2 separate regions of the Capsicum annuum genome follow, and region 1 is linked to region 2. A link is a contact called in public Hi-C data. All regions are on one chromosome and are shown on one strand. The core of a region is the stretch at or near the end of the contact, and the rest is flanking DNA. Distances in the headings are between cores, read along the strand shown.

Region 1 (6,555 bases), core at 2,290-4,789, 110 kb before region 2:
TATATACATATGGAAAAGAACAAAGGCAAACAATATTCATACCTTAGAATTCACCTCTTGATTATGCAATCTTGTTTGCACAAATAATAGGTGCCGTTCGAAGCTCTCGAGATGACAAACACAGTTATCGGATTACTTTGGAATTTCTACGGTTGAATCAAAAGTAATTTAAAGGTCAAATTTGGCTAGGGTTTGTTCTTTCTCAATGATTGATGATGAAAATGAGTTTTTGAACTCATATACATGTATATATACACATATTCTCATCCATAATATAATAGAAAATGACCAAAATGCCTTTAAAATTTAAATAATGTCAAATCTGTCCTTTGGTGGACTGTTTTAGTAAGCTAAAGTAGATCGACCATAACTCTTTGCTCCGATATCGGATTTGGGTGAAATTGGTATCGTTGGAAGGATAATTCAAAGGTATTTAATTTCATATAAAGTAGGCCACCCAGTTCGTCCTGTACAAGGAGTTATGGTCGTTTGAAGTTGACCTTAAAAATATGTTTTGATAGGCTGAAGTAAAATGAGTATAACTCCTTACTTAGACGTTGGATTTGGATGAAACCAATTGCATTGGAAAGAAGACTCAAAGATCTTTCTTTTCATAGGTCGCAGCTCTCCCAGTTCATTATATTAAGGGATTTATGATCGTTCGAAGTTGACCCAAAAATTCGACTGGCCTCAGTAGTTTGTGTGCAGGAAATTTTCATGCACATTTATTATTCCCAAATATTCCAGCAACCGTTTTATAGTTTCGAACGTGCTCGATTATATCCGAAACATATCCGTTTTTGGAAATCTTTATATCGTTGGAAAGCTTATTCAATAACCTTCGCATGGAACCATCGACGGGCAAATTCCAGTATAAATAATAATAAAAAAAATTAATTCCATATAAATAAGACCAATACACGTACTTGAATACGTCAATACACGTACTTGAATATGGGGTGTTACAAAAAGTCCTTGAGCTAAGTCTTGCCTCTAAGGAAATAGTTGCAGAACATCTCATAAATGAAAACATAATGTGGTAGAGTCAACTCTTGCCCGTGGGGCATAATTTGTGGTTTGAAAATCCTTGAGCTAAGTCTTGCCTCTAAGGTAAGAGTTATAGAACATCTTATAAATCAAAACATAATGTGGTAGTGTCAACTCTTGCCCATGAAACATAACTTGTTGTTTGAAAGTCATAAGTTATGCCTCTACAATGTGGTAGTGTCAACTCTTGCCCATGAAACGTAACTTATTGTTTGAAAGTCATAAATCTTGCCTCTATAATATGATAGTGTCAACTTTTGCTCATGGTATGTAACTTGATTGGAAGAAATCGAAGAAAAAAATAAATAATAAAAATTGCGAAAACAAAGAAAATGAAGAAAAATATTTTAAAAAATAAAAATCAAAGAAAATGTAGAAGTGAGAGAGAATGAAAAAAAATAGAGGTTTAGAAAAATTTAAAAATAAAGATAAAATAAAAATAAAGGATGAGAAAAATTTTAAAAGTAAAAAAGGAAAGAAAAAATTAAAAATTAAATTTTTTTTTTTAAAAAAATAAAAATAGACGTTGAGAGGAGTAAAGGAAAAAAAGAATAAGGGTCGAGAAAAGCTAAAAAGAACAAAAACAAAAAGAAAAATAAAATAAAATATCAAAGTAAAATTCTTTTAAAAAAAGTTGAGAGGAGAAAAGAAAAAAAAAGTAAGGCTTGAGAAAAATAAAAAATAAAAAAAGAAAAGAAAACATAAAAATCAAAGTAGGATTAAAAAAAGAAAAAAAAATGAATGATGAATAAGTATAGAATTGTTTTCCATTATGTGGATCATTTCGGGTTTTGTCGGAAAAAAAATGTTTTTCAGGGAGAGTCTCATCTGGGTGGTTGGTTAATTTACTCCATTGATCAAAGATAATCTTGTTTGAAAATATATCACTTTATAGCTGAAGGCTATTTTTATAAAATATTTTTATTTGGGGTCAAAATTTGAAAGCAACTTATGAAACTAGAGGTGCAAGTGACGTATTTTATATGGGAGAATTTAACGGAGTATTTGAACCTATATTATAAACTAATTATGGAACTCTATTAGTACTTCACTAGAATTTTTCCTAATGTCAAGGGTTCGTCAACAACCAAAAAAGCAATGTTTGAACATTACATTTTTTCAGCTGAAGGGAACTCAATCGAATTCTTTTTTCCAAGCTAGCTCTGTTGTTGGGTGCAAGCTTGAGAAAATTAGTTGGGGGTGACAAAAAAGTCTCTAAATTAAAAATGATGACAATTTTAACCAGCTACGATCAAAGCTTCATTTAAATTGTAATTAAGTTAATTGGGGTGTAAAGTGTAATTTTTAAAAAATTTTAAATTTTTTAAAAAGTCCAACTCCAAATTTCAAATTTTACAATTTTTCCCTTTTTCTTATCTTTCAATCTTTCTTCTTTTATTTTTCTCTATCTAAATTTCTTTCTCTGCATCTTCTTCCTTATTTTTTTCCCTCTCTCTAGTATTCCTTTTCTTTCATCTTCTCTTCTTCTTTTTCTTTCTCCTTTCATTTCGTTCTTCTTTCTTTTTTAATTTTCATGGACTATTTTTTTTTTTTTTAAAAAAAAGTTTGAAAAGAAAATTTTGATTTCTTTTAAAAATGAATGAAGAAATAATACAGCAAATTCAGCAATTACGAGAGTTTCTTCGTAGTTGCCTCAACAACTATTATTAGTTGTTGCAACAACTATCCAAATTGCTGCAGCAACTTCGGTTGTTGCTACAGCAACTATCGAAATTGCTGCAGCAACTTCAATTGTAGCTGCAGCAACTTCGATACTTAATTTCTGAAAAAAAATCTGATTGGAGGAGGAACCCACGAAAAGGTGATATTTATGGTAAAAATGGAGGTGGTGGTGCTGATGGTGACGTCAAATAAGAAGATGACATTTGTTGTGGTGTTGATAGCGATGGTGGTGGAGGAGAAAAAAGAAAAATAGGCGATAGTTATGTAAAGGAAGAAAATAATGGTGAATCTGAAAGAGATGACAATGGCAGTGATAATGATAGTGGAGAAAGAGGAGGTGGCGGCGACGGCAACAAAAAGGGTGCAAGAGGAGGAGTGGTGGTGATGGTGTAGGAATCTTTGTGTAAATAATAAAACTTGAGGGTTTTAAAATTAATATTATTAACACTAATCTTAAAATTATCACCTCTACTCAATATTTAAAACTTATGTCACTCTCTTTTAGTTTTGAAACTTTTTTGTCACCCTTAATTAATTTGCCCTACAAGCTTCCTTTATTATTAAGGGCCACTATTTTTCACAAAATGAAATATCTGTAGCATTTTAGTTATTAGAGTCACTTATTTACTCCGAATACCTTTAATTTATGTGGAAGAATGCCAAGAGAGGAATGGATAAAGGGCAGTCTGGTGCATACAATGCACGGGGTCTAGGAAAGGGACGGGCCACAATAGAGGAATGGATGGAAAGTGAAAAAAACTGGAGAGAGCTGGAGCAAGGGGAAATAATTCAAGGCAATCCTTTAAAGACCTAATATTGAGCAACGTTAACCATGTCCAAAAGTTCTTGGCGTCGAGTCTTCAGATTAATTAGTGATGCTGATGAAGTTGCACCTTTTTTGTGTTTTTCCTTTCTCAGTTCTCACAGGGTGAGCCAGATAACAATAGTAAGTATCGAATTTAATCGTGGTAGCTGATGAGAGAGAGGCAGATCGCAACGAATTTGAGTTCAGAATATAGTAAAACTGACACCGCGACTTACCAAAATTTTATTATGACGACAGTATCATCATTATAATCCCTGCAACAATATTCTGAAGCAGAGGAAGTTGAATCTCCAGACATTACAAAATTCTCGACAGGACTTTAGTGGACAGGGAAAGGGGTTGGAGCTGGTGTAGGAATAATTTACAAAATTTAACTAAAAGGCACATTCACAACCTGTTTGGGAACCCAGGTGAGTTGATTGACGGATTGGACTACAAACCATTATATAGAATACGTTCTTCACCCCTCTTGAGCTCCTGTTCCTTGTGCTACTGGGGATGTTAGTTTTCAGCTCGGTGTTTCTCCAAAGCACTCCATACGCGACTAGCTTTTAAATTAGCCTCGTTGAAACAATTTATCATCATCCAACCCTCACATGAATATACGCATAGCGTAGCCGGAGCCGAGAGACTAGCTCTTCTCAAAAAAACTGAATATGCTACAGATGTCAAGACACTTCTTTGTGACACGTGAGTGCTTGGCGGCTTGTATCTAGAACAAACAATGATTGAAGAGTCCAGCAGCCTGCCTACAACCAATTATATCAATCAGAACAAAGAACGTTGATTAATACCTCCTCCATCCAATTCACCTGCCGCACTTTTGACTTTCAATAATTAATAAGAGAAGCATAAATATTTAGTTATTTGTTGAAAAATATGTTAAAGTCATATTATGACTTTCTATGCAGCAGAATGATACGAGGAAAAATCTATATGCCAAAACATTTTGGGGTATTTCAAAATGTACTAAAATTTCACCCAAGGAAAGGGAACACTGTTGGGCATCTCAAAAGGAAAGTATCATAACCACTTTTGGACAGAGGCAGATGTAAAATATTTCCCAAACAAATTTGATTGTGCTATAATAAATTAATAATGATGTGTGTTTCCGTATTGCATCTCCAGTCACTACACCATTAATGGCAAGTTATTCCAGCTAAGATGAAGGTTGAGGAATAGTCACATGCTTACAACTCAGTAAGGCCAAAGTTTTCGTTTACCATCTTTATATAGATACCTAAGTTCATTGGGTCATTAGTAAAAGACGTTTTTTGTTTCTCTTTTTTTTTTGGGTTGCTTTTCTGTGGCTCATCTTTTTAAAGTAATTCTTGTTTCACACATTTAAAAATTTCTAGTTGGAGGATTTTGGACACGAGGAATAAGATAATAAATCTAAGAACTCATTGTGTCAATTTCGGCCACATACCTTACCTGGAAGGGAAAGAAACTGACAGTTTTTGGGAAACAAAGCAAAATAGAAGAGGGGAAAAGCTTAGTTTTGTAAATGTTAGCTCAATTCTGGGAATTGTATACAATTTCAATGTCCATAGGCGGAGTCCTCTCTACAATATTCTAGGCAATTACAGGTTTAACAGCAGGCATGCCCCTTAGCTTTTGTCAAGAAAAAATCTACAGTAAGCATGCACTTCATATCCTAAAGTCAAGTTTAAGAAATGTAAGGAAGTTTAAAAGTCCACTTTTAGCTTATGATAAGGCAACAGTCCACGTGCTTCATTTTGATCTTTGCTTTCAGTGAACCAGTCAGGATCTACACCTAACCACCCCACCCCCTTTCGGTCCAATAATGCTCATTTATTTTCCAATAAATTGGGGCCCAGCACAATGCAAGCTTTACCAGCTAACCCGGTCTGCCCTTCAAAATCAGGCAATCAGGAAATGATGTCACATCCCCATGGAATTGAAGCAGCCAATATAAACTATAAAGCCACAGCTGCACAATATATACCGTTCAGAGACTAGTGCAACACCTGTATCGGATATTTGGATGCTATAGGAAATGACTGGCCATCAGAAGTTTTGGCTTCTCCTCCTTTTCTTCAATTTCTAGTGATGCATCTGCTTTCATTTCCTCAACCCTTTTATCCCATATGCCATCAATCAGCTTCCATGTTTCATCACTAATTATCTGGGTCTGCATAAAAACATGAAATGACATCAATACATAGAGTATTCATCATAAAGATCAATAAAAAAAGGCATCCATCATGCTTACCTCCATGGGTCGTGGTGCACCAAAAGTTGCAAATCCAACATTTCCAGGTGCAAATGTCACCCTCCCTGGAAGTGAAACTCCATGGACTCCCCACCGTCCAGCATATATAAGGGATCCATATTCATCGATCGGACTCACAGTAGGCTGAGAAATGTAAGAAACTTTAATACTATAAATGCTATTATGCTAACAACATGCAAGTAAAAGAGTACTCATGTAAGAACGAGCTGTAACCCACTGCATGCGATGATAGTAGCTTGTTCATTGACCATTTCCCCCCTGAATAATCTAGTTTGTACTCCGGAAAATTAACTTTCCGCATATGTGCAGCAATAGGATTTATGTAATGGGAATTAAGGGGGGGAGGAGCATCTTCATTACTCCCCCTAACGACCACCACCCTAGAGGACTTCAACTTTCTAATCTCCCTACTTTCCCTTAATCTCCACATCTCCCTCTCCCTCCCCGTCTTCCCCCTTTGAGTCTCCTCTTTCCATTCCTGTCACTGCGCTAATCCTCACCCGACATCGATTGCAATCTAAATCTGCTGCGAGGAAATAAGCATATAAATAAACTAACCCAAAAAAAGGGAAGGAGGTTGCGGTAATTGATCTAGTTACATGGACAAATATATATAGGATGCTGACAGCAGCAGAATGGTGAATCAAAACAAAAACAGCTGTAAGTAATCATAATAAGGCAGGTCATATTGTCCCATGCCACACTGCATTTTCCAAAATTGAACAGGTGTGCTAGTTCTCTT
Region 2 (7,149 bases), core at 2,834-5,333:
TCCTTGAGTGGTAAAAGGCTTGAGTGATGAGATTATTTGAGTGTTACCCCAAAAGCCTACGACCTTTGAATATATACACGAGAGGGAAAAAATTGAGTGTTATTATTTGAGTTATACACATGATGGAGTGACTTGTGAGATCCATTATTTTACTAACCACTTTTCTTATCCTAATTATGTCTAATGTAGGTCCAAGGAGTTACAATAGAGGTCTAGATGTCAATGAAGAAAGGAGAATTTCATCTTATAATTCTACTTCTAGTAAGAATTATTGTGAAGTTTTTCCTGATTATTATAGAAGTGCTTTTATGAGAATAAGAGAACATGAGCCTAATGAAAGTATGATTAAATTTGACATCATTATGGAGGAATCTGAGAGCGATTGCACATTTGATTGCATCTTAGGGGTAGATAAATTGAGTTATACCAACTTCATTGATCCTTCTTTGGTTGAGTGGTTGGGAATACCTTGTCTTACAAAAAGTTCACCATATAAATTGGTGGAAGGATGGTTGACAAGGAGGTGAAGATCATTATTTATCATGGGAGCTATCAAGAAAAAAATTGGTGTGATGTCTACCCTTTGTCTACTTGTTTAGTGTGTTTAGGATCTCCTTGATTCAAGCATAATAAATTTTGATTTGATAGAAATTTGAAAAAAATTATTGTTGTAGATCTTATGGAACGAAAGCATGTATTAACTCCCATGGTCATTACGAAATCTTTAATAACAAATGAGAGAGTCAAGAAAGTAAAAGTGAAGACTACTAACTTGAAATCTGATATGCAAAGTCATTCCAACAATTCAACTATATTCTTTGAAGTTTCTAAAGATGCCAAGTTGAAACTTGATTTGAAGAGTCATCCTAATAATTCAAAGAGGATTCTTTGAGACTATTGCACTTCTAATGAAATGAATGAGAAAGAAAAGAAAGAAAAGAGTACGGGAGTGAATAGTGACAATTCAAGAGGGCAAAAAGAAAAGAATATTTGAAATGAAGTGAGTGAGTGGCTATAAGCACAAAAAAATGAGAGTTGGAAAGTGAGAGAGAATTATTGCAAGAAAAAAAAGAAGAAATGTGAAGCAAGTAAGAGAAAATAAAATGAGAAAATAGAAAAACAAGAAAGTGTGAGTGAGAAGTTTTCTTATTCTAATTCTAATAATAAGTATAAATAAAATAGTAAAGACATAAATGATAAAATCAAATAATGAAAAAATTATGAACAATAGAACAAAATCTGAAAATCTAAAAGAAACTAATAATTGTATTCGTTTAGCTCTTGAATTGAAATTGAAAATTTATAATTTGAAATTAAAAGTTTTAATTGACACAATTAAATACTTTTAGTATTTGAACTGAAATAGAAAGACAAAACTCTTCAGAAAAAAACTATAGTTTGTTGTTGAATTAATCGACAAAAAACCAAAATTTTAAATGGAAGGTAAGAAATAAATTTATATGTCTTAGTTGATTTAAAATATAAAGGTTAAAGCTCAATCGTAAAATTAATAATTATTTAATAAATCATATTTTATTAATTTTAAAAATTCATCAATGGAATATAATTTTAAAGAACATTGATATTTTTATTTCCATATCAAAACATCTAAAATAATTATATTTGTCATTAGTTATTAAGTATTAGTTGTAATTTTAGTAGTAATAATTGTTTTTAATATTGCATAATCAATATAAAATATATTAATGTGATACATTAAAAATTAATTTATTTTTTATTTCAAAGTGAATAAGCTAATTAATTAATTTTTTTTTATTTCGTACATCGCGTGGATACCTATACTAATAAAATATTAGAAAAATTATGAAAACTAGCATACTTAAGACCTTAATTACAATAAATAACATATTTTCTCAAAGTTACAAATTATAGCAAAAGTAACAATATTTTAACCATTATACTGAAAAACGTGTGGGTTTCACCCACTTTTTTACCTTTACCTATTTTCACTCCACTTTTTTTTTTCAATTTCTTTCCTTTTAAAAAAATAAATAATTTGTGATCCATCAAATAAGGTAAGTTGATGTTTATTTATATTCTTTTATTTTTTTCTTCATCCGTATTCTTCATTTTTTTTGGAGGTAGGTGATATTTTTTGTTGAAAGAATGTGGAGGTCTGCTATAATGGAGGAGATATGTTATTTGATGGAGGTCTATTGTAATTTTTCCTGCATTATTTGATGAGCTTTTATGATTTTTTTTTTTGATTGAAAGATTGTGGAGTTTTGTGTTAAGTTGATTTCTACTCCTATTCAGTTGAACAGAGAATTCGATATAGAAAAGGTGAGATTGAAACATTGTGACGAACCGAAAAATATTGAAAAAATCACGAAATGAAAAATATTGAGAAAACTTTCGTCTTCAAAATCCCCAAAAGTACAAAAATATGTGAAAAAGAGGAAGTCAAACGAAAAGAAAGAATATGTATTTTTTCAGGTGTTCATATATATATTTATGAGTAATGCATAGATATTTTTCAGTTATGCATATATATTCATGAATAATAAATATGTATTTTACCATATCGTATATGTATTTATTACTAATGCATATGTATTTTTCCAGACATGCATATGTATATTTGAATAATACATATGTATTTTCTAATTATTCATACGTTTTTATGGGGTTGCATGTTATATTTATTGATTTGAAAATATATTTTTAGTTATGCTTAGGTTTTTATAGATGCATATGTATTTATGAATAATATATATGTACTTTTTCAGTGTGTATATGTATTTTATGACTAATGCATATATATTTTTTCAGAAATGCATATGTATTTTTCCACTTATGTCTATCTGTTTATGAATAACACATATGTATTTATGATTAATGCATATGTATTTATGGATGATGCATATTTTTCATTATAATAATATTTTTGATGTCTACATCATAAAGAAGAAATGTATACTTTTAGCGCAATTAGGCACGTGTATTATGTCACTTTTTGTTATAGCGATTTTGTGTTCTATATGTTAATACATACATATGAGTCAAATATGTATTTCTGTAAATACATATGCACATATATATGTATATTTTATACTGTAAATACATACGCAAATCTGTATATTTATGTATTTTGTATATTTTTTTTAAATATGTATATGTGATATAGTTACGTGTCTTTTAAAAATAAAAGTAAAAGATAGAAAAGTAAAAAAAATAAAAACAAAAAAAAATTCAAAAAAAAGAAGTGAAAACCGAAAAAAAAATAAAAAAAAAGAAATAAAAGATAGAAATATAAGTGTAAAAATAAAACCAAAAATAAAAGAAATAAAAAAATAAAAATAGAAAAAAAAAGAAGAAAACAAAAACAGGAAAAGAAAAAGAAAAATATATGAAAGAAAAAAAATAAGAAAAAAAAGAAAAAGGATAAAAAAGAAGAGAAATAGAAGAGTCAAAATAAAGTGAAAAAAAATTATAAAAAAAAATGAAAATAGGAAAAGAAGAAGAAAAATATGAGAAATGAAAACAATAAGAAAACGAAAAATTAGAAAAAAAAAAAGAAAAAAATGAAAAAGGATATAAAAAAGAAATATAATAGTCATATTAGGAAAAGAAATCTTTATAATTAAACGTAACATAAATTAAGACGGTTACTTCCCTTATATAACTCTAACTAACGAGAGTTAAAATAGTAATTACTATTCAATTTACATATGTATTTATATAGTAATATTTTACTTATTATAGAATATAATTTAATATTTTTCATAATTATAAAATTGATACTATAAAAATTATAATTAAGATTACAAAGTTACTGCTTTTAAAATTTTTCGAAAAATATTTATACCATAAATTTTTAAAGTACCTACTATTTTTTTCTAAAAATACCACGCCAAACTCAAACTGTCAAACAGGACAAAGGAAGTAGTCTCCATTTGCATTTTACAATTTGGCAATTAACGCTTCATTTTAGTCAAGTAGGCCCCCTCCCATTCAATTTCGTGGCGCTCACTACTTGTCAATCAACTTATAAAACTACTCATTTCTCCATCTTCATTACCCCTCTTTCATTTTTGTCTTTCGTACAGCTCCTCTCAATTATGGCGGCTGCAGCGCCCCCTCCTCCTCCTTTCACCAAAACCCTATCTCATTCCCCTTCCTCCTCCGCCAAATCCCCCACTCTTCTCCCTAGATCCACCTTCCCTTTTACCCGGCCCCTTCTCCTTATCCACCGCCGTCGTTTCACGGTCAACAATGTCATTTCCACTAATCATAACGTTTCCCTTTCTCAACCACCCGAAACATTTATTACCCGTTTTGCCCCTGACGAGCCCCGAAAAGGCTGCGACGTTCTCGTGGAAGCACTCGAAAGAGAAGGGGTTACCGACGTCTTTGCATACCCTGGCGGTGCTTCAGTGGAGATTCATCAGGCATTGACTCGTTCGAATATAATCCGGAATGTCCTGCCACGTCATGAGCAAGGTGGCGTATTCGCTGCCGAGGGTTACGCGCGCGCCACCGGGTTCCCTGGTGTGTGCATTGCGACATCAGGGCCGGGAGCTACGAATCTCGTTAGCGGGCTTGCGGATGCGTTGTTGGATAGTATTCCGATAGTGGCTATTACGGGTCAGGTGCCGAGGAGGATGATTGGTACGGATGCGTTTCAGGAGACTCCGATTGTCGAGGTAACTAGGTCTATAACGAAGCATAATTATCTTGTTATGGATGTAGAGGATATTCCCAGGGTTGTTCGTGAGGCATTTTTCCTAGCAAAATCGGGGAGGCCTGGTCCAGTTTTGATTGATGTTCCTAAGGATATTCAGCAGCAATTGGTGATACCTAATTGGGATCAGCCAATGAGGTTGCCTGGTTACATGTCTAGGTTGCCTAAATTGCCTAATGAGATGCTTTTGGAACAAATTGTTAGGCTTATTTCTGAGTCAAAGAAGCCTGTTTTGTATGTGGGAGGTGGGTGTTCGCAGTCGAGTGAGGAGTTGAGACGATTTGTGGAGCTTACTGGTATTCCCGTTGCGACTACTTTGATGGGTCTTGGAGCTTTTCCAACTGGGGATGACCTTTCTCTTCAGATGTTGGGTATGCATGGCACTGTCTATGCTAATTATGCTGTCGATAGTAGTGATTTGCTGCTTGCGTTTGGGGTGAGGTTTGATGATAGGGTTACTGGTAAATTGGAAGCTTTTGCTAGCCGTGCGAAAATTGTCCACATTGACATTGATTCAGCTGAGATTGGAAAGAACAAGCAGCCTCATGTTTCAATTTGTGCAGATATCAAGTTGGCATTACAGGGTTTGAATTCCATATTGGAGGGTAAAGAAGCTAAGCTGAAGAAGTTGGACTTTTCTGCTTGGAGGCAGGAGTTAAACGAGCAGAAAGTGAAGTACCCATTGAATTATAAGACTTTTGGTGATGCCATCCCTCCACAATATGCTATTCAGGTTCTAGATGAGTTAACCGACGGAAATGCCATTGTTAGTACTGGTGTGGGGCAACACCAGATGTGGGCTGCCCAGTACTATAAGTTCAAAAAGCCACGCCAATGGTTGACATCTGGTGGATTAGGAGCAATGGGATTTGGTTTGCCCGCTGCTATAGGTGCGGCTGTTGGAAGACCCGGGGAGATTGTGGTTGACATTGATGGTGATGGGAGTTTTATCATGAATGTGCAGGAGTTAGCAACAATTAAGGTGGAGAACCTCCCAGTTAAGATTATGTTGCTGAATAATCAACACTTGGGAATGGTGGTTCAATGGGAGGATCGGTTCTACAAGGCTAACAGAGCACACACTTACCTGGGTAATCCTGCAAATGAGGAAGAAATCTTTCCTAATATGTTGAAATTTGCAGAGGCTTGTGGCGTACCTGCTGCAAGAGTGACACACAGGGATGATGTTAGAGCTGCCATTCAGAAGATGTTGGACACTCCTGGACCATACTTGTTGGATGTGATTGTACCGCATCAGGAGCACGTTTTACCTATGATTCCCAGTGGTGGTGCTTTCAAAGATGTGATTACAGAGGGTGATGGGAGATGTTCCCACTGACTTTGAGAAGCTTCGGAGCTAGTTCTAGGCATTGTATTATCTAAAATAAACTTCTATTAAGCCAAAAGTTTTCTTTCAATCTAGTTTGTTATTAGTCCTTGGCGTGGTGTTACTTATTGTCACTGTTGTACTATCCTCTAGATAATATTTATGTTTGTTGGTTTGCAAGGTGTGTTAATTTAATTTTCTACTTTAGGTGTATCTTCTGTCACAAGTTAATATGTGAGCTGCATTAACTATCTCAGCAGTAAGCATTATTTATTGCAATTATTATAATGCACACCAAAAGCTTTTCCTCTTCAATTACAAGATGCTATCCTTGTGTCGTTTGTAATTTAATACAGGGTCTGGAAAAACTGCGTGTACAAAATATGCCTACCATCACCAGAAAAGGGATTGGGAGCTGGCTCTAGTCTGTGCAGATCCTTCAGAGCGCTTTTGATCAGTTGAAACAGAATGCAACAAAAGCTAAAGTTCCTTTTTATGGAAGGCATTTCCTCTTCTGAATCTATTATTTTTATTGTTATCTCCACACATGTAGAATGATGTTCATTCTTCTATTTAATGATGATCAATATTCTTGTTCTTCCTGGCAGAAGAAATCGAAACTCGTCATCTTTTTGTTTGTTTAATCAATAAGCAATGTCATAGGTTCATAAGTATTGACAAATTTAAAGTGCATTTAGATAAGGCACAAGATTAAAGTGCATCCGTCTTAGTCACAAGATTAAAGTGCGTCCATCTTAGTCACAAGGTTAAAGTTAATTAGCATGAGAAATATGAGCTATTAATAAAACCTAATCCCTTAGAGTAACTAACTTGATCTCCCTAGAGTTGAGTCAATCTCTCCTTAGTATCTCTGCTACACTTCAACATCCTACTTCTAAGTCCTCCATATCTCATTTCTAGATCGTTGTTCATGTCATCGGAAGAACTCTATAAAATATTTTTAAATCTGAACTTTTAGCAATTATATATGTGAATTGATCGAAGTATTAAATGGAATCCAACTGCGTCGATTGTGCTCCATGAGTTAATGATATGATACTTTGAACAGTGGAACCATGGAGGGGAACGAAAAGGTATAGTACTCTGAACAGTGGAA

Evidence for each region. Hi-C and Micro-C count contacts between places; a contact is called where the count stands out from the background.
Region 1: a Hi-C map of leaf shows a contact between it and region 2, with 2.4 times the contacts expected there. The contact joins the enhancer-like site here to the promoter of LOC107853330 in region 2. A contact is called at or near these places in 2 of 5 Hi-C or Micro-C datasets (leaf and placenta).

What each region holds. Positions count from the first base shown.
Region 1 is chr4:169,629,830-169,636,384 of UCD10Xv1.1, reverse strand. It overlaps LOC107853331 (probable inactive ATP-dependent zinc metalloprotease FTSHI 4, chloroplastic), which reads right to left. Exons shown (of 17, transcript XM_016698334.2): 15 at 5,793-5,936; 16 at 5,548-5,711; 17 at 3,768-4,301. The coding sequence ends at 5,568. Among protein-coding and RNA genes, the nearest start is that of LOC107853338, 10 kb to the left of the region's middle. Within about 2 kb of position 3,539, at least 2 of the 5 cell types and tissues checked have an H3K27ac peak or open chromatin away from gene starts, as enhancers often do. A contact at or near this core is called in leaf, where this site is marked.
Region 2 is chr4:169,521,407-169,528,555 of UCD10Xv1.1, reverse strand. LOC107853330 (acetolactate synthase 2, chloroplastic) reads left to right here and starts at 4,083. Exons shown (of 1, transcript NM_001324699.1): 1 at 4,083-6,044. The coding sequence starts at 4,083. The coding sequence ends at 6,044. It also overlaps the pseudogene LOC107853328.